Linked DNA regions of Mus musculus: regions 2, 3 and 4 are each linked to region 1. Evidence: chromatin contacts called from public promoter capture Hi-C data. All regions are on one chromosome and are shown on one strand. Each heading gives the region's core, a stretch centred on a gene start, on an enhancer-like site or on the middle of the called end of the contact. The rest is flanking DNA. Distances are from core to core; before and after follow the strand shown. Region 1 holds the start of Hoxd10 (homeobox D10). Region 2 holds the start of Lmx1b (LIM homeobox transcription factor 1 beta). Region 3 holds the start of Lhx2 (LIM homeobox protein 2). Region 4 holds the start of Pax6 (paired box 6).

Region 1 (7,395 bases), core at 1,380-3,879:
TTCTAGCAGGAAAACAGAACAGAACAGAACAAAACAAAACAAAAAAACCAAAGAGCAATGAAGGGTTTGTTTCCGCCTTGCCAGTCCTCCAGCACTCAGGCCTGGAACTCGGTGCCCCCTCTCGGATCCTGGCCTCACATGGGCCTCAGACCTAAGAAAAGGTGAGGTTGGCGGTCAGTTCTCGGATTCGATTCTCTCGGCTCATCTTCTTGAGTTTCATTCGGCGGTTTTGAAACCAAATCTTGACCTGCCTGTCGGTGAGGTTAACGCTCTTACTGATCTCTAGGCGGCGCTCGCGGGTGAGGTACATATTGAACAAGAACTCTTTTTCCAATTCCAGCGTTTGGTGCTTGGTGTAAGGGCACCTCTTCTTTCTGCCACTCTTTGCAGTGAGCCAATTGCTGGTTGGAGTATCAGACTTGATTTCCTCTAACAAAATTAAAGGGAGAAGAAAAAAAAATCAAGAATTTTTTTTTCTCTCAGTCCATTCAAATATACCCTTGGCCATGACCCTGCTGCCAGATGGGCTGCTTTGGACAATGCTGGTATTAAACATCACTTACGAAGGTGGGCATGAAGGGGATTGTAAATTGGTACCAATTTAGAACTAAATACTTAACACGATGAATGAAAGGATATTCTGTGCCAGAGGCTGCCTCCTCATATTCTCTCTCTCTCTCTCTCTCTCTCTCTCTCTCTCTCTCTCTCTCTCTCTCTCTCTCCTACACAACTTTTCTGGCTTGCACAAAATGTGACTATAATAGCAAACTTTACAGGATTCCTCCGTCCCCCCAAAAACATTCTAAGCCGTCAGGCCACCAGAAAGAACCATAGCTTGCTTCATCTACCAGTATCTCACTACTGCTCCAGGGCCCCAAGTCGGCCGCTTCTTACCCACCCCTCCTAGGCAGACAAGGAGATCCACAACCAGGTTTATAGGGATGCAGGCTGTTTCAAGAGATAATGAGGAAGCAGGGATCCCTTCTCCACCCTGACTGGGCATTGTTACAGTTCCCCCCTTCCCCCCAGAATTTCCTCAATTTTTCTTTGCTCTCACACAAAAGCCTTCCTCCAGAAATGTAACTCTGTGGCTCACCCGGTAGACAGTGAGGGACAGACTGCAGAAATGGGCGTGGGGGCTCAAGATTCCTTCTTAGAAACCCATATCCCTGGTTCTTTGCATTACCCCAGCCCTAGGTGGGCAATGCAGATCTGTTCTCCCCCTCCTCCGCCTTTGCCCCCTTTGTAGAAGATTGCAAAGCCTGCGGCACTTTCGCCAGACAAAGCCAAGGTTACCTCTGCTTCCCCACCCAAGCACCAACAGGCCAAACCATTTCCTTTCCCTCTTAGATCGCAGGATGCGGGGTGCAAACCCTTGAACACAAACACGGTGTCTTAGGCTACCTTAAAATGATCCCTGGGTTCAAGGCAAAAACTAGGGCTGCAAATCTGAGCCAAAGAAAAGCGGGCACTGGAGCCCTGTTTACAAACGGCTGGTCTCCTTTTAGCTCTTTTGTTGTATTTCGGATCTGGCTCAAGACTGATAAACCCGGCAAGCCTGTCCTCTGCCCAGGCGCCATCAGCTTGGGGCCAGGTCTGGCCGGAGCAGCGGGAGAGAAGCCCCGACCCTTTCAAGGCAGGGATATCCCTTCTAAAAGCCGGGTGGAGCAGCACCTGCGGAGTATGGGCTCTGGGCTCCGCTGCCCGGGCTCTGCTCTGGGCACCCGAGCGCTCCCTTTTCGAGGTTTTACCGGACTGCACGCCCCGCTGGGGTGGCAACTCTGTTCATACCGACCTTTGCTTTCCTTCTCCTGCACTTCGGGACTGGACACGGAAACCTCAGCCAGGCAGCTCCTGTCTTCTGGAAGGCCGCCTTTGGCCTCGGGGCTCTCCACTTGGGAGACTTTAGTGGGCTCCTGGCCGCTCGCGCTTTCGTTCATCTTCTTTTCCATCTGCAGCTGGGCAGCCGAGAGCTGCGGCTTGGCCGCGCCACGAGGGTTGAGCTGGAGCATGACAGTGGAGCTGCCTTCGGGGCTGTTATTGTACTCTTGGGTTTTCCCGGTGGCGTAGGTCTGACTCAGTCTAAAATATCCAGGGACAGGAACCTCGGGGTTCTCAACAGGACAAGACTCGGGGACCAGCCTCTGGTACGAAGGGACCTCGGCAGAAATGAGTTTGTTGCGCTTATCAGAATACATGCAGCAATTGGATTCTTCTTTAATGTTGGCGGTGAATGAGCAAGTGGGGACTTGCTGTGTAACAGGTTGCTCTATTCGACAAGATCTGTTCGGGTCTGTCCAACTGTCTACTTGAGGTATATAAGGATGTACATTCATACCCATATTTTGGTGGTTCACTTCTCTTTTGGCCAAAGACGGGAGCAGTCCACAGGTTTGCATTCCATAGGTCCCCATGTCTGCGCTAGGTGGTGGCATGTACATGCTGGCGCTGCTCGAATAAAAACTGTCACTCCTGCAGGCACTGATCAAGGAATCTACTAAAAAAGTATTAGCAGCAGGAGAGCTGTTGGGAAAGGACATTTTGGGGAGGAATTTGAAGAAGAGAGATTGTGTCCTTTGTAGGCTGACATCGCTAGGAAAACATTCCCGGTGTAATTGTGGATGCCTCTGCCGACCACATGACAACCAAGCCAATGAGATTTGAAAATGGCCTTGAGCCGCAGCCTCCTTGCAGGTCACGTGTTCCCCAGCCCGGCCGGCTGGCCGCGTAAGCACGGACAACAGCGACATCTACTAAGCGCCTGTGATAGTGCGCGTTGGAGACAACCGGCCCAGAGCTCTGCTGCCGGCCAGCCTGTCTCCCGGGGCTTGTTTGGCCGGCCGGCCTGCCCCACTCGAGTCCCCCACCCGGCCACCGGGCCCCGCCAGCGGAAGGAAAGGCTTGATTCGAGGGGCCTCCGGGAGGACACGCGTACTGAGGAAAGTCAGAGCGCTGTGGCGCCTGCTCACAGAAGCGCTCTCCCTGCACATACCCAGGCAGAACGCGCCCAAGAGGGCCGGTTCCCAGGAAGGGATAGGGGCGCGGGCTGGTTAATTTAGTACTGGGCAGCCAGGAAGGTGAGTCCGATTTCTCTAGTTCGGAAACATCCCTCCCTAGGGTTCCAAAGGGGGCTGTGTGAAAATCTTCAGTGCAAAGATTGGACCAAGGTGTCGGGGAAGCACTGGCGAATAGGGCCCCGAGGGTCGAGAGGCCACCACGCAGCTGGGCAAACCCGAAGCTCGGATGATGGTTCCAGCCCGTAGCTACCCCCTCCTTAGATCTTTCTGCTAGAACTAAGGGGGGGGGGGAATCGGCACCCACGAGCTCCTGGAGCCTTGACTCTGAGAGTAACCACACCCTGACCTTTGAGGACCGGCCGCTGGGAGCTTCCTAGCTTGGAGATAATCCTTCGCCAGCCGTTCCCTATTCGCGAAAGCGTCTCTCCGGCTCCCAGAAACAGCTAAAGCCAGATTTCCTTCCCCTGATAACACAGGGCAGAGAGAAAGGAAGGGAAAAAGAAATTTTTTTTCAAAAGAAAAGGGAAAACTCTGATCCCCGGACTCCACAAGTTTTAGAAAACCGGGCCAGAAGAAAAAATAAAAATAAAAAGAGGAGAGAGCAAAGCAAACTTGTCATTTAGATCTTCTGCAAAGAAAAATATGTTTTCCTTTTATGGATTTTGTAAAAGCATTGGTTTCTGACAAGTGCAAGGTACAAGGGGTTGTGGAATTTATTAATACATATTAAGAAGAATCAGGGCGATCAATAAAATTCTCATCTACATTCTTGGGCTACTTGGTAATTTTCTTGCTTCTGAAGGTTTTTAAAGAGTTATACCCGCTGTTGCCACAAACGGGAAGATATTTTATTAACAAATCAATCGAGACTTTGTAAAGGATAAGATTAATAGTTAAGATTTAGCATAATGGCGTTTGCTTTATGAATTATTGAAAATTATACTATTGATTTTTCCCCTCCGCTACTAACCAAGAAGGTCAATTTTTGTTTTAACACAAATCGTCAAATATTAAAAGCTATACTTTTGTCAGAAGTTAAATTTTATAGTTTTGGACGATCCCTAAAATTCTTTGACAAGGTTTTGTTTGGGCAAGAAGGGAATAAAGAGGGAGAGTCTAAGTCTTCCGTTTCCTCTGGTGAGGGAAAGTTTTATAAAGAGGATATGGTCTGGGGTTGTGGTCCAGCTCATTAAAGAACAACCACTGCCACAACCACCGTGGAAACTCAGAATTTTATGAGAAACTTGAACAACTTCCTCCCTTCTTCTTTGGTTGCAGGCGGCGAGCCGCCTTGCGGAAGCCCGGGGCCTTAGGACAGCAGCAGGGAGCTTTAACCTTGATTTCCAAAGACTTGCCCTGGACCAGAGGCCCTGCCTGTGTGTGGGAGCCGTCCTTCGGCCTTCCGGGTCCCGTTCCCGGCAATCAAGAAAGTAAAACGGACCCGGAAACTGTGACCGTGAACCAGCTCCCAGTCGGAAAAGACATCTGTGTTCCCTTCTCCCACATTCGCCCAGGAATGGGCTGGCCTTGGATTTCAGGCCCAGAGACTGAACTTGTGGATAAATCTGTTTTCCCCTCAACAGAACATTTCTGTGGGGTTCGATGCTCTTTAAGGAGCCCTCAGCGTTCTGGGGGACCTAGTTGCTCTTTTCAAAAAAAAAAAAAAATCACTCACACCCCAGCAAAGTCCTTTGTCCCCCTCCCTCCCCTAAAGGAATTTCTCCCGGCCTGATGAAAACAGGCTTGGAGGTTATTTTCGGCCTTGGGACCGATTGGCTAGTCTCCTCTCAGTGCCCTCGCCCAAACAATAACCCCTTTTAAAAAACTCCACGGTGGCAATGAGACAGACCTTTTAAACCTTTACGCAGCTGTTCAAATACAACATCATTGTCAGGTTAAAGCCTGGAGCCTCTCACTGCTCTGGCTGCTGCACCCCGGTGGTGGAGCCGGAGATTTAAACATTACCTTTCTACAGGGGTGGCTATTTTTAAGCTGGGGAGGGGATGAAGGGTGTTAAGTAAGGCATAGGGGGAAAAAGAACTTTTGTTCCTAAGTTGCTAAGATCTTGATCAAACCTAACAACCACTGATTAGCACCTCAAAATTTTCCTTTTTACATTGTGGCGATCAAATTCTGAGCTACAGCTAAATATGCCCAGAGCTGAACAATGTGCCCGCAGCACAGCTCTCGGCAGTCCCCCTGACGCCAGCTTGGCGCTTAGGCATTGTGTTGCTTTGCATCTCGGCCAGGAGAGCTAGCTGCCCAGGTTTCCACTGCCAAATTTTCCTAATCCCAAGCAATGCAGAGCTGTTCAATCTAATCAGGAATTTTATGCCCATCAAATGCCCTTTCATAATCTTTATTTATACACGAAGAAAACACCCAGTCTAAAAACAAGCAATTCCTTACAGAGCTGGTAAGTCTGCAGTGAAGTGGGAGAGGCAAGCTCTGCCTTTTCTCTGTGTGGGTCTTTCTGTTTCAGTGTTCCATGGCTTCAAGCTCAAAGTCACCTCGTATTAGATTGGAGTTTAAATAGACTTTCACTCAAAGGCAGAGGGGGGAAATGTGTATGCCAACTTAAAAATGGAATCTATTCTCTCAAAATTTTATTTTTTTCTCTTTCGAATTTTTGCTTCCAGACTGATTCCTCGGGGTCAAAACTGTCAATATGTTAGATTTCTAGAATTTAAAACATGAGCAAAATGAAAATACTGTAAGAAGGGAGGACAGAAAATGTGCCTTAAGATCTTAGAGCTGACACAAAGCAAATGGAAGGGAAAGGCAGTAGCTTTAAAGGCCAACTTTTATTTTGCTTCGAGTGTTTAATGTAGTGGTTGGTGGTTTTTTAAAAGTCATCTTTAGATCTTTTAGGGCAGTTAATATTAATAATAAGTCAACATTGCATCGTAAAAAAGATGGATACCCATATTTGTACCAAGACGCCTGTCTCCCTGGCAGTTTTTTTTTCCACAGAAAAAAACCTAAAAGGTCGCCTTAGCAAGAAATTACCATTTGTAATAATAATAATAATAATAATAATAAAGTGGCTTGTATCTTCACTCTCTTGTCTTCTTCAGAAGGGTAAGGTGGAGGCTCTGGGCCTAAGAGGACCTATGGGTTCCTATGGTCTCCCTGAATTAGAGCCGTGAGCTGCCTCTGGATTCTGTCACTTTTTGGACAGAGAGTGGACAGGGACAAATTAAAAGCTGCCTCCCCAGGGCGCCCATCTGGGTTGCACTGAGCACTGTGGCAGCAATTGGAAAAGACTTTTGAAAAGCAAATTGGGAGACTACTACGGAAGGATCTACAGAGATAAGCTTAAGAGATGGAGAAGGGCCGAGCCTCTCTACACAGACACAAAAGACTCCTTCCTACTTGGCGCATTTTCTCTCTACTTCAGAATCTGAGGAATTTGGCGCCTCAGTATCGGTAGCCTCTATCAAGAGCCCCATGCATTCTAGCCGGCCCCAAGATGGGGAGGTTTTCAGCCCCTGAAGTCCCTGATCTCATCCCCTGCCCCGTATCAGGACCACATTGAGCGAGCGCGGCTGGGAGGAATGACACTGTGGACCGCGCAGCAGCAGTGGTCCGCCCGGCGGCTGCCACCCAAGGCCAAGGGGCCCCCGCACAGCCAGATGCGCGGTCGATGAAGCTGCCTACAAAGGAACACAACGACATTTGGGGAGGGGGGTCTCACCCAATTAGACTGAAACCGAAGTTAGGCCCTGAGAAAGGTCGTTTTACAGAAGCAAAGCCAACCGGCACGGCAGCAAGACAGACAGAGCCGGGCATCCGCGCGGGGAACACCCACGCCTCTCTCTGGCGCCTAGCCGGGGAGTCATGGCGCCCCAGCCTCCCGCAAGCCAAAGCCAACTCTGGGAAACCCGGAGAACTAGCGGACAAGAAAGCCCTAGAGCCTGTGGTGCAGCGAATGGATGGAGGGAGACAGAGGTCAGTGCAAATTTCAGGGGCTGCAGGCTCTTAACAAGGAACTTAGGGGTGAAAGGGAGAGGGAGCCGCCATCCTCCCTTTGAGCCGCCCACGTCCGGGAGCCCTTTCTTCACACTTGTGGACCGCGGGCAAGGATGCAAGGGAAGGGGACATAGACATTCCCCAATGTCCCGGAATTTGCAGGAACAGTGAATCACAGGGGCAATTTTAACTGTTTGTAAGAGCCAGTGCCCAAAGCAAACTGCGCACTTCAAGGTCAGCGGGCAGCTAGGAAAGGTGGCCCGGATTCAGTCAAGTACAGTGGCCTGTTACTTCAAATGCATTTCCATTCACGACACTTTGAAATACAAACGTCCTCACAAAGAGTCTACTATCTCCAGTATCCGCATCGGTTCAGTCTGGCACCCGCACCCCAATTTCTAGCCCT
Region 2 (7,395 bases), core at 3,644-6,143, about 41 Mb after region 1:
TGTTGAAACCATCCTTTGGCAAGAAATGCAGAGATTCTTAGGAAAGTGCTTGGTAAAAAGCAAACATACAAAAAAAGTACACACATCACAGTCTCTAACGGGTTTCTTTCCAAAGAGCTTTTAAAAAAAAATCTTGATTCTATTGCCTCTCAAAGCTCTCACTGTCGGTGTTAGCTGCCCTCAGCCTCGGTTTTCATGACAAAGTGAGAAGGCTGAGCTGTTTGTGCTGGGTGCCCAGGCACTGGCCGTGTCTCAGGTGGCCAGTCCACAGTAGCCGGCTCGGGGACTCCACCTGTCCCAGAGGGAAGGAAGAGACCAGACAGGACTGAATTTGAGACAAGTCTGTTTTCGTTCTGGCTCTAGAGGCGGCAGAGGAACAGAAAGAGGAAGAGAGTCTCCTATGTCTAAGTAGCAGCTCTCCTCCCATACAATTATTCATCAAATAGTAGATCTAGAGCCCCACAGTGAGCTGGCCACACCACGAGCACTTTCATGTGACCCTCTCAGAGACTCTGTAAGTCTCTTTTATGCCCATTGCACAGACAGGGACCTTGAAGTACAAAGGCGCAGCAGGTCTTTTACCCTGGTGTCTCCTAACCAGACCCTGAGACAGACAGGGATGCTTCCTGACACCTGCCCTTCTCCTGTTCCTAACCATTGTGTAGCCAGTAGGAGACCTCAGTTCTGGGCCACCAGTCCTGGGAGGGCCTTCTCTGAACCTTCCTAAGAGCTGCCGGCAGCCTTTGGATCTGAGAGAGCCTGATTTCCCCACAAGTGGAGCAAGTCCATGCCTGATGGTCCAGAGTAATGGCCAGAGTGGGGGTTGTTGGAGGGCTGAGGGATCTGGCTGCGGATGTTCATCTTCTGGCTCTAGGCATCCTAACACTCACCAGCCACCAGCAAACCCTGACACCCCTCTCTCATCAGCCTCAAAAGCCCCCAGTGGAGAATAAGTACCCCAGAAACCCCTCTCTAGTCTCGCCTCTCTGGAGAACTTCCACCAGCACAGGGAGACTTCAGACGCCCTTCCTTAGGTAGTAGAAAGTGGTCGTCCAATGCTTTGACTCGTGTGTGGGGTGAAGACCAGCTAGAATGCTCAGAGGGGTACCTGGATGCTCGGGAGTTGGATTGCTAGTGATCGACCTCTGCTGAGTCTTGGGCGCGCCCTTGCTCCATTTCCGTGGTCTTCGGGTTCTTCATCACTGAGGGTCTGGGATAGACTGAGTTTCCCCGAGGAGCAGCTCCCGACTTGGCCCACAGTTTTGGGACAGCTTTGATTCTGCGCGGCAGAGCCTCGTAGATCTTGAGATGCCATTAGCCAGGGGCAGCATGGGGTGAGCCTAGGTGTTCCATGGCTTCGGTTCTTGAGGCAGAGCAGGAAGGCCGGTGCGATGCTTCTGATAGCCTCCTTGCTGATGAATCCAAGGCTGTGGTCCTCCTCCTGCTGGGATCTGACACTGCAGCCGGTGGTTCTAAACCTGGAGGAAGGGTCCTCTCTCTCCCGGACTCTGGTCAGAAGCACCAAACGGTTGGGTTTTCGCTGGTATAGCCCTTCCCCTCACACCGCTCCCCCGCTCTCACAAGATGGGTCGCTACCGAGTGAGGTTGCAAGGTCCTAAAGGAGAAGAGCCAGAGACCAAGTCAGGGCTCAGGAGCTGCACGCCTCTGGGATAAGAAGAGCCCGGATCTCTCCCTGTTTTGTTTCTTGCGATTCCAGCAGTCGCTGGCAACTCTCTTTCTCAGGTGGAAACAGTCCCGAGCGGATTCTGCAGCAGACGTCGGAGGCCGCAAGCATCCCGCGTTGGACGGCGCGGAAGAGATAGGCCACCTGCGTTGTGAGTCTCAGAGCCAGGGGTGGGCATCCGCTTGTACAGAAGAGACGGGCGAAGCCAGGAGCTTGAGGCCCGCGGAGAGAAGTGGGTCTAGGCCTAGGCCGGTGTTCTCCTGTCCAGTCGTATTGTTCTTCCTTAGAGGCAAAGGATGGGAGACCAAGAACCCTAAGAATGCCTCGGAGACACATGGACGATTATGTGGGGCAATGTGAAGACCGGGTCTAGTCAATTCGGGGTTGAAAAGTAAGGACAAAGAAGGCCTACGGGTAGAGGAGAACGGACAGAAGGAAACAGGCATCTGTGAACGGAGCATCGTCCTCAATCGGACTAGAGACAATCTTGGTGCCACTGTTCACCCAGGGAACTCTGGACTCAGTTGCCGACAGTTTCGGCAGCCTGACCCGAGTGGGCCGGGCTGCGCAGGGAGAGGCCCCCAAAACTCTGAGCCTTGGAAAACACACCAGCCATGCATCAAATGGGGGGGGGGCTACAGGTGTGCCCTCGGTGCTGAGACCTGGCTTCAAGCACTGCAGAACGCGCAGCAAACACAGTCAAAGGTCCAGACCCGGTCTTAGATGCCAGCCAGAGGATCAGGGAAACCTCTGAAGCCGGGCCACAGGGGCCACCATTCAGCCAAAGAAAAACGGAGAGGAATGGGGTAGAAATGGACAGGCACAGGGAGCGTGGGGGAAATGGGAGGGTGAAGATGGGGGTGAAACACTGTGCGATTGCTTAGAGTCCGAGGTTCGTCTTTAAGGTTTGAGACAGAGAAGATTCTTTCGACTCAGCCTGAAGGAGATGGCGAAGCTCCGGGCCTGGAACCAGGGCTTTCGGTGCCCAGCAGTGGTTGCAGAGACACACTATGGCCAGCAGAGGGCGGAGTGCACCCGGTTGGGCCGCTGCTTCTGCGAGCGGTTCGGTGCCTCCCGGCTCTGCACGCCCCAGCCTTTACCCGCTCGGCTTCTTCCCGCAGTAACGCGCCAGGGCCCAGATACCCAGAGAAGGCGGTCCAGATCCAGGCCCAGGCCTCTGCCCAACCTCAGGGCTCAAGGCCTTAGATTTTTCACACTGGGTAAAAACAAGGACGAAGGGTGGGTGAAGAAAACTCTACATCCACATACCCATGCTCCTGGATACACAAAGGCGCCGAGAAATACACAGAACACAAAGCCACAAACACAAAAACCCCTGGGCGACACAGAACAATTCAGGAGCTCCGGGGCAAACAGAAACACAAAGGTAACTCAGAGACACACTTATAGAGAAAAATCTACCAGATTCGCTAAAGGGGCCGAGGCGCATACAAAGGCGTAGACATCTTCACTATCTACACCTTCACGAGGACACACACAAAGACGTGTAAAAAACATGACATAGAAGCACGAGAGACGTGTACCGAAAACACACACACTCATTGCCTGGAAAGACGTAAGGACACACAAACACAAAATGTATGTGCACAGGAATACGGGTGCACACGTTCTCAATAGCTTCCGCGAGGCGGGAGCGCGGACACACACAGACACACTCCGATACCCACCGACACACACGCAGGTACTGGGGTGGGGCGGTGACCGCTAATCCTCCACAAAGCCGGGCCCCTCCGGGGGGCCCCCCCAGCACAGGGGGCCACTTCTGACCAAGCCTCCCTCAGGCTCCAAATCTGATCCGCCCTCTCGCCTCTAGCGGGGTCAGGGGACCCGCCCTCCGAGCCCTCCATCCCCTCCCGGCTTCGCGCCGCTGCTCCACAGCCGGAGGGGCCAGGGCCGCCCAGCAGCAGCTCGCAGGGGCTGTTAACTCCTGCCCTGGGACCGCACCATCCCTCCTGCTATTCCAGGACGAAACCCGCGCGGGAGTGGTGGGGCCGAAGGTACCCTGTTTCCCGATGCGACGTCTTCTAGTTTTCTCGCGGATGTCTGGCCGGATGCACCCAGGAGTCTCCAGCTGCGTGCCGCTGGCCTTGCGTTGCCCGCTGTCGAGGCCCACTTTGCCAAGGGTGGCCAGCGCTCAGTCTCTAACCCTGGCCAGGTCCCTTAGCCACAATGAAAGGGCACCGATTTCAGAGGTCACACAGATTTCCTTAGAACGACTGTACCCATGCCGTTCCAGGCCTCCACCCCTAGATCTTGAGGACACCACTTCTTACCTGCCCCTCATACTCCAAGCCTTGGGAGGCCCAGCCTTCGCCCACTGACCCCGGCCGGGAACAAGATATCTTTCCGAGCCCTGTTGACCCTCTTAACACTCTCTTGGTCTCAACCCGGGCCTGACCGTCCTCTTTCACCCAAGATCTCCCATTCTGGCTATGAGAGCCCCCTCAACTCATTCCCCCGCCCTATTTCTGCCAGGCCTGGGCTTTTTGGGACTACTTACTCAAACTACAGCCCTTACACCCCCTCCCCAGGTCAGGGTTCCCTTTGGCGAGTCCGGGGCCAGCGGTTCTTGCTTACATTTGATGTTCCCCATCCCTCGACCCTAGGAGCCCTCTCAGCACACCAGGCTGTCCGGTGCAGGCCCCGCCTCCCGAGGGGACACCAACTCAGACCCTGCGACCTACCTTAGACTACGAGTCCGGGTTTGGGCCAGCCGCTCCCGCCTGGCGCTGTCCCCTGGAGAAGTCGCTGCGTTCCCCGCCGTCCTCACAGTCTGGCCTCGCTTGGGGCCACTCCTCTGAGCGCTGGAGCTTAAAAAAAAAACAACAAAAATATTAATAATAAAAAAGGCAAGAAAGAAAAAAAAGAAAGCCTGATTTCCCCAACTCCCAAATCAATTTTTCAAGAGGGGTGGGGCACAGGATTTGTTTCGATGGCTAACCAAACTTCTGCCAATGGTGGACAGGATGGTCGCCTGGATTCAGGGCGCGGCACGGGGTGCAGGACGGGGGCTAAGGGAGCCCTCCCGCAGGGAGGGGGGGAGGCGACGGCACTATTTGACGTGGAGCAGCCGGCTCATCCCGGCGCAGTGATACGAGGCGCACCAATGAGTTCAAATGTCAGGAAGTTTGAGGAGGGGTGAGGCGGCTCGGGGCCGGAGTATCCCTCCGCCGCCAGCCCCAGCTCTAAACCGAGCGGCTCCTCGGGCGCACCATGGCACTGGAGTAGTGCGGGGAGCGCGCCTGGAGCCCCGCGGCCTGCTGCGCCCCGCCCGGGACCCTGCTGCGACGCCCGCGCCCCCCCAGCCCGCGGGGCCGCCCCTGCACCCCCGCCCCCTCCCCCGCCCGCCGCCGCCGCCGCCGCCTCCTCCTACTCCTCCGGGCGGCTCCGCGTGCCGCCCGCTGCTGCAGCCGGGACCCGGGGCTGACAAGCAGGTGACAGGCGAGCAGCGAGTGCGCGTGGCTGCGAGTAGCCGGTAGAGAGCGGCGCGCGGGGCTGCCAGCCGCCCGGGCCCTCCCGCACGACGCCGGGGCCCGGGGCCAGCGCGCCGCCGCTCCACGCTCGCCCCGGGGCAGCGGGCGGCCCCGACCCCGCGGGCGCCGCGCCTCCCCGGCTGCAGCGGAGCGGGCGGACGGGCCGGAGGGTGAGCGGCCCAGCCGGCGGGGTCCGCAGCGCGCCGGGCGTCCCATGGATATAGCAACAGGTCCCGAGTCGCTGGAGAGGTGCTTCCCTCGCGGGCAGACGGACTGCGCCAAGATGTTGGACGGCATCAAGATGTTGGACGGCATCAAGATGGAGGAGCACGCCCTTCGCCCCGGGCCCGCCACCCTGGGGGTGCTGCTGGGTGAGTGCTGGGTCGCAACGCTCGAATAGTGCGGGTCAGGGGGTAGGGTTGTCCGTCGTGCCGCTGTGGATACCGGCGTGAGGGGCAAAGAATAAAGAAAATAGGTTTTCAGGACGTGGGGAGGGGGTCCGGACCCCTGGAATGACCACCGGAGGGGTAACAAGCACACCGAGACAGAGCTCCCTGAGGGGAAAACGTTCAGGGACGTCACCTAGACAGAGGACTGAACAGCCTCAGCCGTCACTCACACCGTCCTCTCCGGGTCTGGGTTCTAGTGCTGCTACACTGGACTGAGCTGGGGTGGGAAGCGGGTGGCAGGGATGCTGGAGAACCAAGTTGTCTCCTTAGAGCCCGGGAGAGAGGCCAGGTCACCTGGGGAAGGGGAGCTTTTAGAAGAGAAAACTATCCCCGGGTCTATCCCAACCGCGGTTCTTGGGGTAGAAGGTTCCAACAGCATCGTGGGGCGTGTCAGCCAGCGAGTGTCCTGGCCTCACCTCGCTGGTTGGGTTCCAGCCGGCCACCCCGCGCGGAGCTCCTTCTCGTTGGTAATAACACCATCCGCTGGATCTCCGCGAGCGGGGAGAGCGCAGCGCCCAGCCAAGGCTGCAGGCCCTCGGCCTCACGGCGCCCCAGCTTACGGAAAGGAGCGTGCTGTCTAGGGCTGCCGGGTCTCTGGCTCGCCGGCTGGGGTCCTCAGGCGACGGGAGGCGCTCCGGGGCTGGGCCAAGCGGCGCTGACGGCCCGGCTCTCGCCCTGTGCGCTGCAGGCTCCGACTGCCCGCATCCCGCCGTCTGCGAGGGCTGCCAGCGGCCCATCTCCGACCGCTTCCTGATGCGAGTCAACGAGTCGTCCTGGCACGAGGAGTGTTTGCAGTGCGCGGCATGTCAGCAAGCCCTCACCACCAGCTGCTACTTCCGGGATCGGAAACTGTACTGCAAACAAGACTACCAACAGTAAGCGCCTCTCGCCCTCCTCTCTTTCCCCGCCATGGACCAGCACTCCAGCCCGGCCGGTCCCTGCCGGGAAGGGCCCACGCCGCCCTGCGGCCGGCTCTGCGCTCCACTGGGCCCGGCAGCTCCGATGGCTCAAAGGGCTGCGTGTCTCCGGGCTGGGGCGAATCATCTCCTTCCAGCCGACAGTGGTGGGGTGCCCCTAGGTGCCATCTGTTGTCCCGGAAACCTGCGCAGAGTGACTGAATTGGGGTACAAGACAAAGCCCGGGGCGGACTGGTCGGTCGATACGATGTTTGTCCTGGGAGAGGGCTTGGCCCCTCTAAAGCCTGAAGTGGGGACAAGAATATATTTTCCAAGAAAGGCATTGCTTTAGAGAGCCAAGCCTGACTGTGTTTCCCCAGTTCAAGAGCGTCTGGGGTTCCTGGAGCAGGGAGGTGGGTGCTGGACCCTGGCTGCGATGCAGGCGGGAGATCTCCACCCTGGCTGGCTCCTTGCGCCACTTTTCTTCTCTGGTAAAGAGAAATGGGTGTCCTTCTTCCTAAACCGTTCCATACGGGAATTTTGCCCTTACAATTTTTCTTAGCTGGAGAATCAATCTGTCTAGGAAGCTACAGCTTCCTAGACAGCTCTTCGTTGAAGTGGCTGACTGAAGGAGTCAGGCCCAGACAGCCTTCTTTCTTGCAGCATGCTGGAAAAGGGTGGTTGATACTAGAGGTGTGGTTTGAGCCTTACCTGCTGGCTTCTATGCTAAGCAGGGTGGCACTGTGGACTTGTGTGGCTGAAGGCTGGGGACAGACCGCAGAAGATGCAGAGCTTTTCTGGTGACCTACCTGGAAGTGCAATGGGGGAGGTTGAGTTGGGGTGCAATGAGGAGCCTTGGTGGGAAGAGGGGT
Region 3 (7,395 bases), core at 2,116-4,615, about 36 Mb after region 1:
GGTTAAAGTGTGCTGGGTATTCGCCCTGCAGCAGAGCCTCGAAGTGCAAGCGGCAATAGACCAGGCTGTCCTTCATGCCGAAATGGTCGCCGGTCGTCAGCATCTTGTTACACGTTGTGCATGTGAAGCAGTTGAGGTGATAAACCAAGTCCCGAGCGCGCATCACCATCTCTGAGGCCGAGATGCCCAGGTGGCAGCGGGCGCAGCGCTGCACAGAGAACCGCCTGTGGGGACCATGGAGGGAGGGGCTGTGGGGACAAATGGTTGGGTATCCCCCCCATATCCCTATACCCCTCCTCCAGGTGCTGTTGCTGTCACTGGGGAGTGGGGTGGGGTCCCCTCCTCAAGACAGACAGCCTGGACTCCAGTTAGAGGGTTAGTGAGGAGGGAACTAGATTTTAACCCAGGCCTGGCCCTGCCTGAAATAGTTTTCCTTAGCCATCTTCACACCCACAGGAAAGTCTACTTTATTCAGGATCTGAGCAAGTCTTAAGAAAGACTTTACTTAGAATGGGGAGCAACTCCCTCACTTACCCCTTCCTCAACCTTTGCCCCTTCCCTCTAGACCAGCACCTGGGAATTCTACACACCGCTGTAATTTGGAAGAAACAGAGATGGGAAAAGAGAGAAATAGAGATAGAGACACACAGAGAGAATCTATAAATAGACCCTAACTCTAAGGCTGGGGAAGAGAAAGACGACCGTGGCCCTTACTTTTTAACCCTGGCCACCTTTTACTATAGGCCTCACCCCCAACCCCAAAGACCCCAAGCTGCTGAACTATTCTAGCTCCCCCTCCAATGTGCTCTCACGTCAGCCAGGCTGCCAGAGTTTGGGGTGTCTTATTTCTGTCTCCTCTGGTTGAGTCAAGAAACTTCAAAAGGGAAAGTAGCATGAAGACCCCACCCACCCAGGCTGACTTTTTAAGCACCCTAAACTCAGAAAGGAGGGTAACATTGGTTTTTCTGTTCCTACACTTCATGATTCTTTCCAAGGGTGCCCCGAATTGCTAATTTAGAAAGTTGTCACCAAATTTTGGTGGGTGCTGGCTTGGAGAAGAAGGGTCTTGGGTGGGGCAACCTGGACTGGGAGTGAAAGCCAAGGAGGTGGAAGGTGTGGGTCCCTGAAGGCCAATGGGCAGGGTCTGGGTAGGATCTACCTGTAGTAGTCTTCTTTGCAGTAGATGCTGCCATCCTTGCTGAAGCAGGTGAGTTCCGACTCCAGGTTGAGCTTGCATTCACAGCACTTGAGGCAGCGCATGTGCCATTGCTTGTCTACTGCCAGCAGGTAGTAGCGGTCAGAGATCTTGCCCCCACAGCCAGCACACAACGCTGCCCGGTCACTGCTGATGGACGGCATGGTCTACAAAAGGAGAAAGACAGAACACTGCCATAAGGGACAGCCTACAGCTATGCTCCCACCAAGAAAACTCTCCCTGAGCTCCTTCCCTGGCCCTGGTTATATCTGAATCCGCCTAGAGGACGGTCTAACTGGGCAGCCCATTTTCTCCATCTACCAGGCCCAAGCTGCACAGCTCAGCTCCAGGCAACCACCGAGCCAAGCCGCTGCAGCAACACTTTACAGTTCTAAGTTGTTCTCAGGCCTTAGGTCTCCCTATTCCTGCCCTCGTGCCCTTGCCCCAGGATATCCTCACAGCGGTTAAGTATTGGGACAGAGGGGTCTCTTCCCCCAAGCTCTCCAAGGGAATTCCTCAAAGTGTTTATTAAAGGTGCTGGGCCTCAGAAAAGAACCAAGACAGTAAAGTAAGGTGAGTATTAAAAGTCTTCCTCCACCGGTACTCCTCTTCAGAGGCAGCAGGGTTCCTGGCCCCAAGCCTCAGTAGCCTCTTGATCCTTAGACCAAAGGTTCAGCCCAGGGCAAGTCCAGCAACTTCTGGTTCCCGCTTGGGTCTTGCGAGTAGGTTAAGTGGGATACAGGGCGACCTTCCAGGAGGGTGCAAGGCAGGCCCATGTGAAATTTTTTTCCTAATAAAACTGAGCAGCGGAGGTTTATCCGGAAAGAAAGGCTTAGGGGAAACCCGGAGGTCACGGAGCTGTGGCTCTAGAAGGGAGAAACTCGGGCCAGGCTTCCCACCTCCTCGGTCTCTAAAGGTCACTGCAGCCGCTGCTTAGGCAGCGTCTGCTAGTCTGGCCCCGGGGGAGGCTATTTGGGGCCGGGACAGCAGAGCCAGGTACAGAGAACCTAATGGAGTCTCCTTCCGCAGAAGCCAGGCCGGTGACTGAACTCCGAACCATTGCCTGGCCAAATCTAGCCAGTTAGGAACACGGGTCACGATCAACGGAAAGTGCTGGCCCAGATGTCGCAGGGCCCTGAAACTGAGCTAAGGAGAGAATCCCAGACTGCCAGAAGACTGAAAGCGATTCAAACCAGCTAGGGCTTCCACCGGTTCTCCCTTTTCCCGAGGCGTCGGCGCCAGCACCAGGAGCAAAGTAGTGGAGAGTCAGGTCTGTGGACCGGAGCGCCTCCGGGAGCGGAGAGAAGAGAGTGGCCTCCACTTCCACTCCCCTTCCACTTCTAGAACAACGTTCTCCTCCACCCTCGCAGTCCAGATCTGGGTTTCAACCTTGACTCCCTCCTCCTCTCTAGCAGCTGAGTTTCCCCTGAGTCTGGTGCCCCGGGCCTTGCACCCTGTCCGAGGATTCCCCAGCCTTGGTCCCGTGCGTCTCGGAGGACTCTACCTAAAGTTCGGGGAACAGAGGCGCTGGCTGGCCCCGCCAGGTCCCAGCTCTCAGCCCCAACTCCACAGCCGCGCGCCTACCGTCTCCGTGTCGCCGCGGTCGATGGCGGAGCTGATGGCCGGAGCCTCGCTCTTGGCCCTGCGGTCCATCTCGTCGATGACCCCGTGCACCTCGGGGCCCGACAGACTGTGGAACAGCATCGCGGCGGGACCGGGGATGCGGCTGCCCCGAGGAAGGGCTTGCCCCCCGCCTCAGCTGCCTGGCGCTCCCGGCGTTAACCGGCCCAGTGCATCGCCACCGCGGCCCCGGCCCCGCCCGAGCTCGGCTGCGCCCCCAGGCTGGGCTCCGGGCCGCGGGCGCCTGCGGGCCAGGACGCCTCCCGCCGAGGCGTGGGGGCAGCTACATCGCGGGGCGCCTGGACGGCGGCGCCGAAGCCAGGGTCACAAGGGCAGGGGGTGAGGTGGGGGCGGGAGACCAGGGCAGAGGTCGGCGCCCGCTGTGGGCGCTTTCACGCCGCAGGCATCGCTAGCTGGGTTCTGGCGCCCAGGGCGCAAATCAGGGGCGCAAACTCTGCCCCAGGCGGCGGTGGCTGCAGTCGGGGTTCACCCAGGAACAGCTAGGTGCCCGCGGCGGCCCAGATGCCTGCACGTCTCTTCCCCCCGGGGTGTGTTCCCAACCAAAGGCGAACTGGAGTAGGGGGTCTCCGCGAAGCCTGCGAGCTGAGCCGAGCCACTGGGAGAATTGAAGAGGAGGAGGAGGAAGAGGAGGAGGAGGCGGCGGCGGAGGAGGTGGAGGAGGAGGAAAAAGGAGGAGGAGCAGAGTGGGAGGAGGAGCCGACGGCCGCGGGCCCAGCCGCGCGCAACGCTACCCAAGCGCGCGCCGAGCTCAGCCTCGGCTCTGCAGTCCGCGCCAGCGCAAGCCTCCGCGCCTTTTCTACAGCCGCGCCTGACATCACGTCCTGCCGCCGTGCCATTGGCCGCCCGCCGCCCCAGGCCTTGGCAGCGCGTGCTCCGGGAAGGCGGGAGACCCAAAGGGAGGGGAAAGGCTAGAGGAGGAGAGGAGCGGAGAGAGGAGGTGGTGGGAGCTGGTGGGCGAGGCTGGAGGAGGAGGCGCAAGGGAGGGAGAAGGGAGAGCGCGGGGTTTGGAGTTTTCTAGGCTGCGAACAGTTTCCTGTGTTTCTTCAGGAAGAAAAATTAAACCTTTCCTGGAGTCTCTGTCCTAAAAAAGCGCTGCCAAAGGATGCTTGAGGAAGTCTCCATTCTCCCCCTTGGCCTCTGGAACCTGGGGTTGAGGAGGGGCAGAGAAGACAGACCAGGAGTACTGTTTCAAGAGCCTTCGGCTGCTTCCCGCCCATCTGGGCTTCGGTCTGGGGCGCTACTCTCTGCGCTGCGTTTAGCAGCGCAGCCCTCCCGGGGACCAGGCGCAAGTGCCACCAGAGCAATGACTCCCAAGGGTAGCGGGCCGGCCAGCATATCCTCTCTTCAAGTGAGCTAGGGACTATACTGCCAGGCGTGTAGCTCCTGGATTTCTCCAAAGCTCTGCAGTCTGGAGGCATGTCTTTAGGAACTCAGAAAAAGAAACAAGGAGTCCATAGCTCTCTCCCATGTACGTGCAGTGTGATCCGGAGACAGTGACTCAACCTCCTTTACAATGTTTGACTTTCTCAAAGGGAAACAAGAAGGCCCCCTCCTTTTAGGTGTTTGGGTGTGATGAAAGAAATGAGTGGAAAATATATAGAGCATAGTAGGCACTCAGCGAATTTCTTAATCGCTCCCTCTTTTTCTTTTCCTATTTGGATCTTCTCACTCCGGGATATACTTGGCAGTTCTTAAAGACCAGAGGCCTATTCTCTTCCTTCCTATGGGGTACTCCATCCCACTAGCTCTCCCACTCTGGACCCACCCTGCCACCTGGTTGCACAAGAACTAACAATAACATGGCCTGCCCAGCAAATCCCAACTGCCAGCCCTGAGTCTCGTGGCTGAACCCGGGGCAATGGCTAGGTGTCTGGTGGAACAGGAAGGGATTCGGGAAGAAGAAAAAAAGAAAAGAAAATGTGATTTGGGGTGAAAAAGAAAAAGGGCAAGACAGTTACTGAAACTCCTTTCTAGGTCCGTTTTACAAGTTGCTTTCTTTCCATGTGATAGTGGGGAGAAATGAAGTCTGAAATGTCTGCTTGCCTGGCACAATTAAAGGGAAGCCAGGACCTCTGTAGTTTATCTCACAGGACACACAGTTGAGGCAGCATGAAGTCATACTTTTTACATAGTGTACATAACTTTTGCTCACAAGTAGGTGTTGCACTGGTGTTGCCTAAGCTCGTGCCCATGTGTGAAAATGTTCATGCTCGTCTCTTTTTGGCAAAAATACAGCCAGCACGAATTTTATCTTTGTTAATAACCAGCACAACAGTACAGGAGGTATACAGGTGGGCATCATACGGAGGAGGCATCTGAACATCCAGGACTAACACTTGTGTGCTAAGGCGAGCCTACTTGATCTTCTGTGAGCTCCTATCAGGTGTATTTGCAAAAACTCTTTAAGTTATGCATGTGTATGTACACACTGCATGTGTAAAGATGCTCTAACTTTAGGGAGAGACCATCAATCTAAAGACAGGCATGTGCATGTGCAACCACACAGACAGTCCTTCAGTGCCCACATAGACGCTGGCCCACGATCAACTCTAGGAATATATTAGCACGTTATACTGGGGTATCTGGGACAGTTTTGTGGGGTTTTTTCTTTTCTCAAAGAAAGTAGGAAATGAAAATTGAATCTGGGAGTCACCAGTGTTGGTCTGGAGGTTGTTCAAGGGGCAGGAAACTTTGTAGGAAGCCTGGGGTGATGTCCTTGGTGCTGGCTGGACTCAAGGGGCTGCCTTCAGAGCTGGGGAGGGGATACTTGGTGATTCTTGTTAAAAGCTGCCCAGAGGGTAGGGAATTATACCCATAAAGAGATGTACACCACTCGGTACCCACCTCTCTGACCGGCAGTCCCCACCCATCCTTGGCCTCAACTTTCCGGCTGTTGGGATCCCCATGGGGCACTTCTCTATTTATTCCTCGCATCTGGTTAGGACGCAATAGTGTCTATTGGAGGCTCAAGCTCATATCCCGCCGCGGGGAGGCATCTGGGCACCCCGGCCCAGGGTTCAGAGGCCGCTAAGTTTGTTAATCATTGGGAGACGTCGCTTTGCCCTGTCCTGGGAGACTAGGCAAGGCGAGGAACAGGCTGTAAACACAGATCCTGACACGTGAGTGACATTTACACAGTGCGAGGAAACGCAGCCTAGAGAAATGCAGGGGGGTGGGGTGGGGATGGGGTGAGGATCAGGCTAGGACAGGTAACTGAAACATTCACAAATGTCCTCGACCCTCTCCCCCTGTCAGGGGTAAAGCACCCTCAGTTCCGGGTACCCTGTGTTTTGTGGAAGGTGACAGGTGAACGGGATTCAGGTCTGGCCACTGCAGCCACTGCCTACCTCCCTACCATCTGCTTCCCCGCAGACTAGCAGACCCGCCGCATAATGAGGTAGCAGCCTCCAGCCGGCCACCGTGACTAACTCAGAACAAAAGCGCGCCTCCACGCCTTCTCCAACAAAAGGGCCACCAGCCCTGGCGCTCCCCGAAGGCTGCGGGGCTCCCGGCTGCCGGCTGCGGAGATGCCGCGCGCAAACTTCCCGGGGCTCCCGGGGCAGGCGGCGCCACCCGGCCGGGGCCGCGGAGGGAGGAAGCGCCCAGCCCAGGGAGAAAGTGAGGCCAGGCTGGAGGAGGGGAGAAGGGGGGAGGAGGGCGCCGGCCGCAGCGGAACCAGGGTGATTGATCTGCGCGCTGTTCCCGGCGCTCTGTCCCGTTATTAGAGCGGCCAAAGCAGGGCCACGCAAATACCCTCGGAATCGCCAACTAATTGACGCTGCAGGCAACTATTTCATTGTGCGCGCTGGTTTTATGTCTTCATAGCCGGTGATTGACAAGGTGTAATTAGTCATCTCACTCGGTGATAAACATGGGCACCCTCCTCCCGCGGCATCAGGCCGAGTGTACCAGCAGAGGAAGCGATAGTTGACGCTGATATACCATTAAATCAAAATGAAGACGTTCAGAAGTGTGTGTTTGCTGTGACGCTCTCGTGGTTTATTTCTCAAATACGGCACCAACAGATTTACTTGATTTGCAAGTTAACTACAACATTAACTGGTTTTATTTATTTTGCCTCTTTCCTTCCTCTTCCTAGGCAGGGATGTTACTCTTGGAGTATGTGAAGACAGTTTGCTTTTTGACAAGCGAGCAAGCGGGCGCCCAGATTTCTACAGCCTTTGGAGTCTCCCCGGAGGGAAAGGCAGATAGAACAAACCTCGGACTGGGGAGCCATCCTGGAAGGGCTCTGCGCAGGGGAACCGCCCCACCCTTTGGCCCCAGACTCTCCTGCCTGGGGCTCCGGTGGTACTACTAAAGGATTGCCTCAAGCTCTGAGGATGAAGCTGGGGTTTAGGGTTCCGGAAACCTCTCGAATAACAACTGTGGGGGAGAAAGAGACTCTGCCAACATTTCTTCCTGGCCTCACAACGGAAAGGACTGTTTTCTTAAAGCTGTTGACTTCAGTCACAGAGCCAGTGGCCCACCACTATTTCCCCTGTCCCCCGCGTAAAGCATAACTTCTCTGTGTTTGCTTGTACCGTTCAGCAAATTACATT
Region 4 (7,395 bases), core at 3,560-6,059, about 31 Mb before region 1:
CGAGTAGTTTTGAAGGGCCCCAGCCTCTGCCCTTCTAGAACCTAGCAGAGCAAAAAAAGTCTCTCAGCTTTTCCTCGCGGGCTACTTGGCGCTCACTCAGTGTTGCCCGGATAGATCCCAGGCCACCTCCCTCCCTCTCTCCCAGTGGCTTGGACTCCTCAAGACCCAAGACTCAGTACGCTCCCCTAACCCACGGCCCGCACGCCTCCAGCCCAACAGTCCAGAGAAAGACCTGAGACACTTACTGTTCTGCATGCTGGAGCTGGTTGGCAGCCTCCGGATCCCACGGGGCTCGAATACGGGGCTCTGTTAGGAAGAAACTTGGAGTTAATCCTAGGCTTTGCACAGGTAGGCCTGTACTCCTGCTGAGGAAAACCTGGTGCCTGAACTGGAGAATCCCCCTTTTCTTAGAATTGAGCTACTCAACCGCTTGGGGCGATCTAAGGGTCACATAGTCTTGCCCCCATATGCATGCAAAATGTAATTTGTGAGCAGCGAATAAAATAATCCAACATTCACAATTCCCCGAATTTTTTAGTAGTTAACCCTTTCATCGGAAGAAACAGAAACAATGATCGGGTTTTGATTTGTTTTCCCACATGAACTACGGTCTTTAAAAAGTCCTTCAGATTTTGAAGCCCAAAACAGCACCATAAAACTTGCCTGAGAACTGGGATATACGTCCACTTCTAGAATAGAAGATCTCACACATCTGCTCACCGCCCTTGGTTAAAGTCTTCTGCCTAAGACAAAACAGAGAAAGGTGTGTCAAACTGGCCCAGCACATAGTTGGCTGTCTGTCTGCAGTCCACTTAAAGTAAATCTGAGGCTAGATCCTTCTGCCTAGAAACACCAAACCCACCCCAAGCTTCCAGTGGCCTCTCCCACTGAAATTTAAATGCTCAGGAAAAGGCTGTATTGGCTAGGCTTGGGAAAATGGGGAAAATTGAGTTGTGGGTCTCACTTTGCAAAACTACCAAGTACCAGGGAAAGGAGAAGGTTTAAACTAAAACATTAGAGAGGGGAGGAGAGACAGCGCTGGGGAAGGGAGTGTGCAGAGGAAGAAGGGAAGGACCTGGTGGTGCCTTGGGCCTCAGGTTAGGAAGTCTGGGTGAACCTCAGACCAAGCTCCCAACTTTCCTGAGGAGCTAAGCTCTCTGGGCACTCCTTTATACTTAACCACCCCCCCACCCCCCAAAAACGCTTTCCAGTCAGACCCCCACAGTCCATCTCTCAGCTCCTTCCTGACTGAGCAAGTGGTGAGCCTTTTACCCTAGATCTCATTTATTGTAGCTAACTTTGCTTTTGGTGTTTACATCTTCCTCTTTTCCTGTACCGTGACACAAGCTGTCCACCTCGCCTCGCTGTTTTAAAAAGTACAAACGGGAAGGGGGTGTAGACAAAGTCTACAGACACCAAACAATGGCTTTTATTCTGTGGCTCTCCCCAAACCCAGACAGTAAAGCCCAGGCTCTCAACCCAGCTACATCAGGTCCAAGCAAAGAAACCAACAACTCTGCAACTCCCAAAGGAAAAAATGAGGACTCCACTCACTGAAGTACTGACTTGCCACAGCGCCCCTCAAGGCGTCCAGTCCTCCGGGCTTTCCCTCAAAAAGAGGGTTCTTGGGAGTGAGGTGGAGAAAATAGTAAAGTAATTTCTTGTTATAAATATCTGGAGGTAATTGTGTTACTGGTGTGAGTTGTTAGGGGCTGTAAAAAGATACAAGGGCACCGTGGGGAGCTCAATTGGAAAGGGGGAGTTACAATAAAGAGCCCATTCAAGAGGATTGCCCAGGAAAAAGGGGGAGGGTTAAAATAATGAAATAGTCACAGCATCTCATTTAGTTTTATTTTTAAGAAATCATTCCCCCCCCCCGTTTTGTTTTGTTTTAGCTGTGATGATGATTAATTTTGCCACCCTGCAAAGAATTCCAGGGAATAGTTTTCTCTTTAAGGCCTTTTATGATTTAACTTTTAAGTAACTGAGAGGCAACTTAAATCCATAAGACCTAAGTCTAGGATGAGGACTTTCTCAGTGTCTGTTTAATGACTGAACATAGCCAAGGACTAGATACCATCATTGCGGTTAACTCCTACAGTCTCCTTCCTGTCTCTAGGCCAGTTCCTGAATCTATATCATGTCGCGAACAGATACCTCACCTAGAACAAAATGTCCATCATATATATATATATATATATATATATATATATATATATATATGACTCAAGCTGCAAAGGATAGCAGGTGTATGTGGAGGGTGTGTGTATGGAGGGTGTGTGTGTGTGTGTGTGTGTGTGTGTGTGTGTGTGTGTGGAGGGTGTGTGTGTGTGTGTGTGTGGAGAATTCTGTTTGCGACAGAAAACTTCCTAAGCTCTTCTCGAACCACATTTTTTACACAGCCTCATGTCTCCAAGCCGGCTCGGACCTCCGTAATACCATTTTAGAAAATTGTCTAGCTGATCCCCCAAAAGCTAGCTGATTAGTTTCCCAAGCAAGTGGGAAGGTGATAGCACTTCAGGTTCCGGTTTTGCTCGGTTCCCACCCTCCTCTCCTCTAAGAAGCTATCTAATTACCTAAGTAGTCGTTAACACTCAGTGCAGAAAGCACCCTGGGAAGCAGGGCACACCCTGCACCCGGAAGCAGACCTATTCTTAAAGAAGCTAGACCCCTCTGCCTCAGCCCAAACCCCTAGCCTAGGCTAGGTCTTTGTATTGCCTTGGAGGGGGTCATAGTCCTGCATCAGGAATGAAGGAGTATTCAGAAATCTCCAAGGCCACAAGGTCTGAGTCTCCAAGGTCCATTGGACCTCTGTCCTCCTCACTCCCTGACCCAAACCCAAGCCAGAACTCTCACACTATGCTATTGTTTCAATTATTTAAATTTCAAAACCTACTCCCGCATTCCAGAGCTGAAGTGTTCAGAGAAGCTTGGGTTCTCTCTTCCAGATGCCCTTCCTGGAAATTAGCAATTAGGGCGACAAAGTTTACCCTCCAGGGCCAAATGATTACAACTCATCAATTGCCTTCAAACATATGCAAAGATCCCCAGCAGCCCTGCTCCCGGTTAGCGGCAACCTCCTCCCCGTCAGCGGCAACAACTAACTATTCGTGCTCTTGGGTAAACCTGCTAGGCTTTCAAGGATTTTAGCTTGTCAGTTGTTTTTCTGATCCTATCTCCTCAGCCCTTCCCAAGTTCGAGTTTAACATCCAAAATGGCGAGAGAGAGAGAGAGAGAGAGAGAGAGAGAGAGAGAGAGCATTCACTTTGTTTTTAAACTTTTCAGAAAGCTCATTAATGAAAGGCCAGGTTTTTTAGCACTCGAAAAAGAAAGCATTTCCACTTGAAATTCAACTCCATTTCCCTCAATTACACTTGCTAAAATTCGAGGCTATTATGGCTCAGGGAGACTGAGGAGATCTGCCCCGGGAAAGAGGCAACAACTTTCTGAACTTTGAAAAGCCACTTTTCCTCCTGGGGTCTTAGAATCCAAAAGCTCTCGAATTACTCAGACTAATTAGCAGGGAGAGGACGCGATCCGAGGAGAGGGAAAGCCAGTGCTTTCTTGTAGTTTTTTTTTTCCCCCTTTAGGCCACACAAAGAAAAATATCAGTACACTCGAAAAGGGGGAGCAAACCGCCTTTCCAGCTCGAAACTTGTTGAAATGGCAACACGGGGTACAGCTTGGTCAATGGAGACACGGGAAAATACCCACCAAGAGCTGGAGGTGGGAGTCCACAGGACAGGGAACACACCAACTTTCGCAAGATAGAGTTGTGGGAAGCCGGGAGAGCTAGGGCGTTTGTTTCCAAATCTGAGCTCAGCGCTCGGCTGAGGCTGGAGGCGAGGGCCCTGGGGGGTGGATGGAAGCTGGCAGTCCTTGCGATCGGCTCGGAGCTCCCTCGCAGAGCGCATCCGACCGCCTCGGCCTAGTGGCTTCTTTCACCGCCCGCTCTCGCTCTGGGTCCCTCGTGGCCTCCGGCGCACGGCCGTGGTGCCCATCCAGACGGCTCCGGCTGGCGGAGGGCGCGATGACCCTTTGGTGCTCGAGTGCTGCGGGCAGTTCTGTGCCGGGAGAATCTTGCACAAAGCCGGAGCGCGGGCTGGCGGGAGGCGGCGCGGAGAGTCGGCTGGTTGGGCGCTCTTTGCGCGCTGGCTCGGCCCGGGCTGGACAAAAGCATCGCCGGCGGCTGCTCTCCGCGGCCTGGGGCACGGAGGAGCCTCTACGTCCCTTTGCGCTGACCGCGAGCTTTTGGAGGCGCTGAAGCTGAGAGCTGCGGTTTGCGGGGGCGCCCTGCAGCCTAGCTGCTCTCCGAGAGCTCCAGCCGCACTTGCGCTGGTGCAGAGCCAGCCGCCTGCCTGAAGATCCGCGCTGTTGTGGCTCGCGCGGACCGTCGCCCTCCGACGCGGGCTTTCGCTGGAAGTAGAAAGTTTGGGCTCCTGCGTGGAAACTTCTCAGGCCCAACTCTCCCGGCGTAGCAGTGGGGGAGGGGACCGGCGAGAGGGGAGGAAAGAAGAGAGGGAGAGACCTGCCAGGATATTGAAATATAAAGAAATTGAGAAGAAAGAAGCGGGACTCACCTTTAAGAGGCATCCTCTCTTTCGTCGTTGTCAAGGCTCCTGTCAAGAGTTTTGAGGGCTTTTTTTTTTTTTTTTTTTTTTTTTTTGGTTTTTGTTGTTTGGGTCCCCCCCCCCTGTTGTTGCTTAAAGACCACAACGGTTTGAAATGACGGTATTTTAAAGGAGTTGCTCGTGAGAGTTTTCTCCACGGACGCTGCTGGGTTGGTGTGTGAGAGCAATTCTCAGATCCCTGGGAAGAAGACAGAGATTGACAATAAAATGGGCTGTCAGCGGCTGGAGAGTGAGAGATAAAGAGTGTGGGGAAGTGGCTGCAGCCAGCACACCTATGCTGATTGGTGATGGCTCAAGTGTGTTAATGTGTGTGTGCCGGCGCCCGGCCTCGCCTCCACCGCTCCTCACTGGCCCATTAGCGAAGCCTGACCTCTGTCATCATCCTCCAGCAAAACACTTCCTCCTGCGCCTGAACCAGAGCGGGAAATGAGGCCGAGCCACGGTTCGCTTTTCAAACCCACTAATCACTCCGCAACATGCAAATGCACCGCTCGCTCCCACACAAAATATTGCTTTATGCAAAGCAGCGCCGGGGCCTCGCGCCAGCCGATTGGATGCTCCCTCTCCCTGCCTGGTGCAATTGGTCGGTTTGTTTGAATATGAATACACTTGTTTTCGGCTCTGCCGGTGGGTCCCGGCTTCTCTCTCCGGCGCTGGGCCCCCCGCTCCTAGGCTCTGGCGCTCGCCGAGGTCTCCCGCTCCATGCGCTTCGGCGGCCAGCGCTGCGGCCGCGAACTTGATCAGTCTAATGGAGGCCTCTGAGCTGGAAGCATGCTGCCCCCGTAACCCCAAGCTGGGCCAGGGGTTCTCAGTCCGTGGAGGTAGCAAGTTTCACCATCTCTACGAGGTCCTTTCTTGTACAGTGGCCTGCCGCTCCGCCCCATTTCACCCTAACTTCCCACCCCTTGTCCACCTCGGCCTTGGCCCCAGGACACAAAGTACAGCGGTGGCGGCTCTCTAGCCCACCTGACTTTTAGGAACAAGAGAAAAGAGGCGGGAGTGTCCCTGGATCCCAGCAGCCCCCACTCCGGCGATGGTGGCACAACTATGCCTAGGCCCGAAGAGGGCCTCCAGGCCGAGAACTCAGCGAGGCCCGGCGGTCACCCCAGCTCAGGCCTCCCGAGCCTGCCCATTTTCCCCCCACCCCACTCCCGCACCGCTGGCATTTTCTTCTCTTTCTGCTTTCCGAAGCCGCCGTGCTCAGCGGAGCGGACGCACTGCCCCAGCCTGGAGAGGCTCGAGTAAACACGCCACTTACTTTGTGTACAGAGGATTCTTGTGAAAAGCTCTGAAGAGTCCTCACCAAACACTCTCCAACTTCTCCCACGTGCCATTTGTTGACTAAGTGCGGCTGCTTTTCCAAGCCATCGAAAGGAGGGGAAGACAAGAGGGGAGGGGAAGTAGTGGAAGCCTGAGGGTGGGGGTGGGGTTTGACCAATGCTGGGAGAGATTCTGCAAGTGTGTGTCCTCGCCGGCTTTCTTGGTGTGTCAACGTGTGTCGTTGTGAGGAACCGGTTATCTGTGTGTGGTGCTTATGTATCCCCGCCAAGACTCCCTTCTCTTGGGTCAGCTCAGTCCACGGAGGCAATTCCCCTTCAACTGTTGCCAGAAAAACGGCGAGGACAGTAAGTAAATGGCTTTTCCCTCCTGACCACACACCAGAAGTCCATTTGTTGAATGCCGGACATTAGGATACACCTCAGTACACTCCAAAGACGTCCCTTGGAGTCTGCAGTTTAGGTGACAGGGGAGCAGGCAGCCGCCTTGTCCTGAGCTGTCCGGAGCTATCTCGCAGCCTGCGGGCCTTGGAGCCGAGAAGTAGAAGGCCTGAGATCCGGAACACACTCAGAACCCAGCAAAGGGAAGTGGGGTTGGCAAAGATCAGGCAAGGAGGCCGAAAGCCACCATCGAAGCCTTTGATTTTTTTTTTTTTTTTTTTTGACTTAGGGAAAGAACCGAAAGTCAGCGTCCAGCAGTAGTCTGCTCACTCAGTTGATCTCTGGCAGGCTGCGCTGATGAATCCCCATGGGAGTTGGAGCCAGATGGACGCTGCAGGCTGCCTCTGAGCCTGATTTGGACATCCTAGTCTAGCCCTTGCCTGGGGCCCAGCAATAAGGACCCAAGGAGCCTTAGCAGAGTTCCGGGGACAGAAGAGGCCTTCCGTAACCCGAGCCAGAGGTGGGTTAGCACAAACTGCTCATCTCCTCAGCTTGGGAAAGGTGGCTGACTAGCTGGGCTCACTCTGGAGGACCTAAGGCACTGGATCGGAGCTAGAAGGAAACACTGGCCAGAGGCTAAGAAGGTGGTGCCACTGCTGCAGTTGGCGGCCTCCAGTGAAAGATTTCGTAGGACCGGGACTTTCAGAGGTTCCCAGGAAGTCCTGCCTGAAGTCCAAGTTCCAGATCAGAGAAGTCAGCATTCTCCTTTTCTCCCCTTTTACATCTCAAGCAAGCATTAAAGAAGCAAGATGAGGGGGGGGGGTGCCCAGCGACTGTCCCAATTGGAGGCGGCGAATATCATTTTTACAACCTCTCAATTAGCAACCCAGTGGATTAGCACCCTCTTAAGCTTTGCCTAAGAAAGAGGCAGCCATAATCTTGTTGCTATTTCCCCCCAGGGCACTGGCTCTTTCAATCAGCCCCTTCTCCCACCCACAACCCCCATCTCACCTCAGAGAAAAGTTTTAACAAAAAAATCAGAAGAAGCTAGGAGCCTGGCATGAATGCCGCTGACGTCATTGGGTGGGGATGGGGGCTTCGGGTGG

The links. Promoter capture Hi-C pulls out the DNA fragments that hold promoters and counts their contacts.
Region 2: a contact with region 1 is called in a promoter capture Hi-C map of embryonic stem cells, with 5 read pairs. The contact joins the promoter of Lmx1b here to the promoter of Hoxd10 in region 1. A contact is called at or near these places in 3 of 39 promoter capture datasets (cranial neural crest and embryonic stem cells).
Region 3: a contact with region 1 is called in a promoter capture Hi-C map of embryonic stem cells, with 5 read pairs. The contact joins the promoter of Lhx2 here to the promoter of Hoxd10 in region 1. A contact is called at or near these places in 3 of 39 promoter capture datasets (cranial neural crest, embryonic stem cells and frontonasal cranial neural crest).
Region 4: a contact with region 1 is called in a promoter capture Hi-C map of embryonic stem cells, with 7 read pairs. The contact joins the promoter of Pax6 here to the promoter of Hoxd10 in region 1. A contact is called at or near these places in 5 of 39 promoter capture datasets (cranial neural crest, embryonic stem cells, maxillary cranial neural crest and 1 more).

What each region holds. Positions count from the first base shown.
Region 1 is chr2:74,687,125-74,694,519 of GRCm38.p6, reverse strand. Hoxd10 (homeobox D10) reads right to left here and starts at 2,629. Exons shown (of 2, transcript NM_013554.5): 1 at 1,796-2,629; 2 at 1-429. The coding sequence starts at 2,540. The coding sequence ends at 152.
Region 2 is chr2:33,638,596-33,645,990 of GRCm38.p6, reverse strand. Lmx1b (LIM homeobox transcription factor 1 beta) reads left to right here and starts at 4,893. Exons shown (of 8, transcript NM_010725.3): 1 at 4,893-5,549; 2 at 6,316-6,502. The coding sequence starts at 5,393. It overlaps Gm39790 (a long non-coding RNA gene), which reads right to left and starts at 6,330. Exons shown (of 3, transcript XR_866136.3): 1 at 6,044-6,330; 2 at 5,761-5,921; 3 at 5,520-5,612. It overlaps C130021I20Rik (Riken cDNA C130021I20 gene), which reads right to left and starts at 4,798. Exons shown (of 3, transcript NR_046275.1): 1 at 4,647-4,798; 2 at 4,390-4,515; 3 at 328-3,864.
Region 3 is chr2:38,347,278-38,354,672 of GRCm38.p6, reverse strand. It overlaps Lhx2 (LIM homeobox protein 2), which reads right to left and starts at 3,365. Exons shown (of 5, transcript NM_010710.4): 1 at 2,780-3,365; 2 at 1,160-1,362; 3 at 1-224. The coding sequence starts at 2,899. It overlaps Gm27197 (a long non-coding RNA gene), which reads left to right and starts at 3,933. Exons shown (of 2, transcript XR_374289.3): 1 at 3,933-6,806; 2 at 6,936-7,395.
Region 4 is chr2:105,673,158-105,680,552 of GRCm38.p6, reverse strand. Pax6 (paired box 6) reads right to left here and starts at 4,809. Exons shown (of 12, transcript NM_001310144.1): 1 at 4,581-4,809; 2 at 664-743; 3 at 246-306. The coding sequence starts at 255. RefSeq lists a cis regulatory region at 5,195-5,329 and a promoter at 4,748-5,329.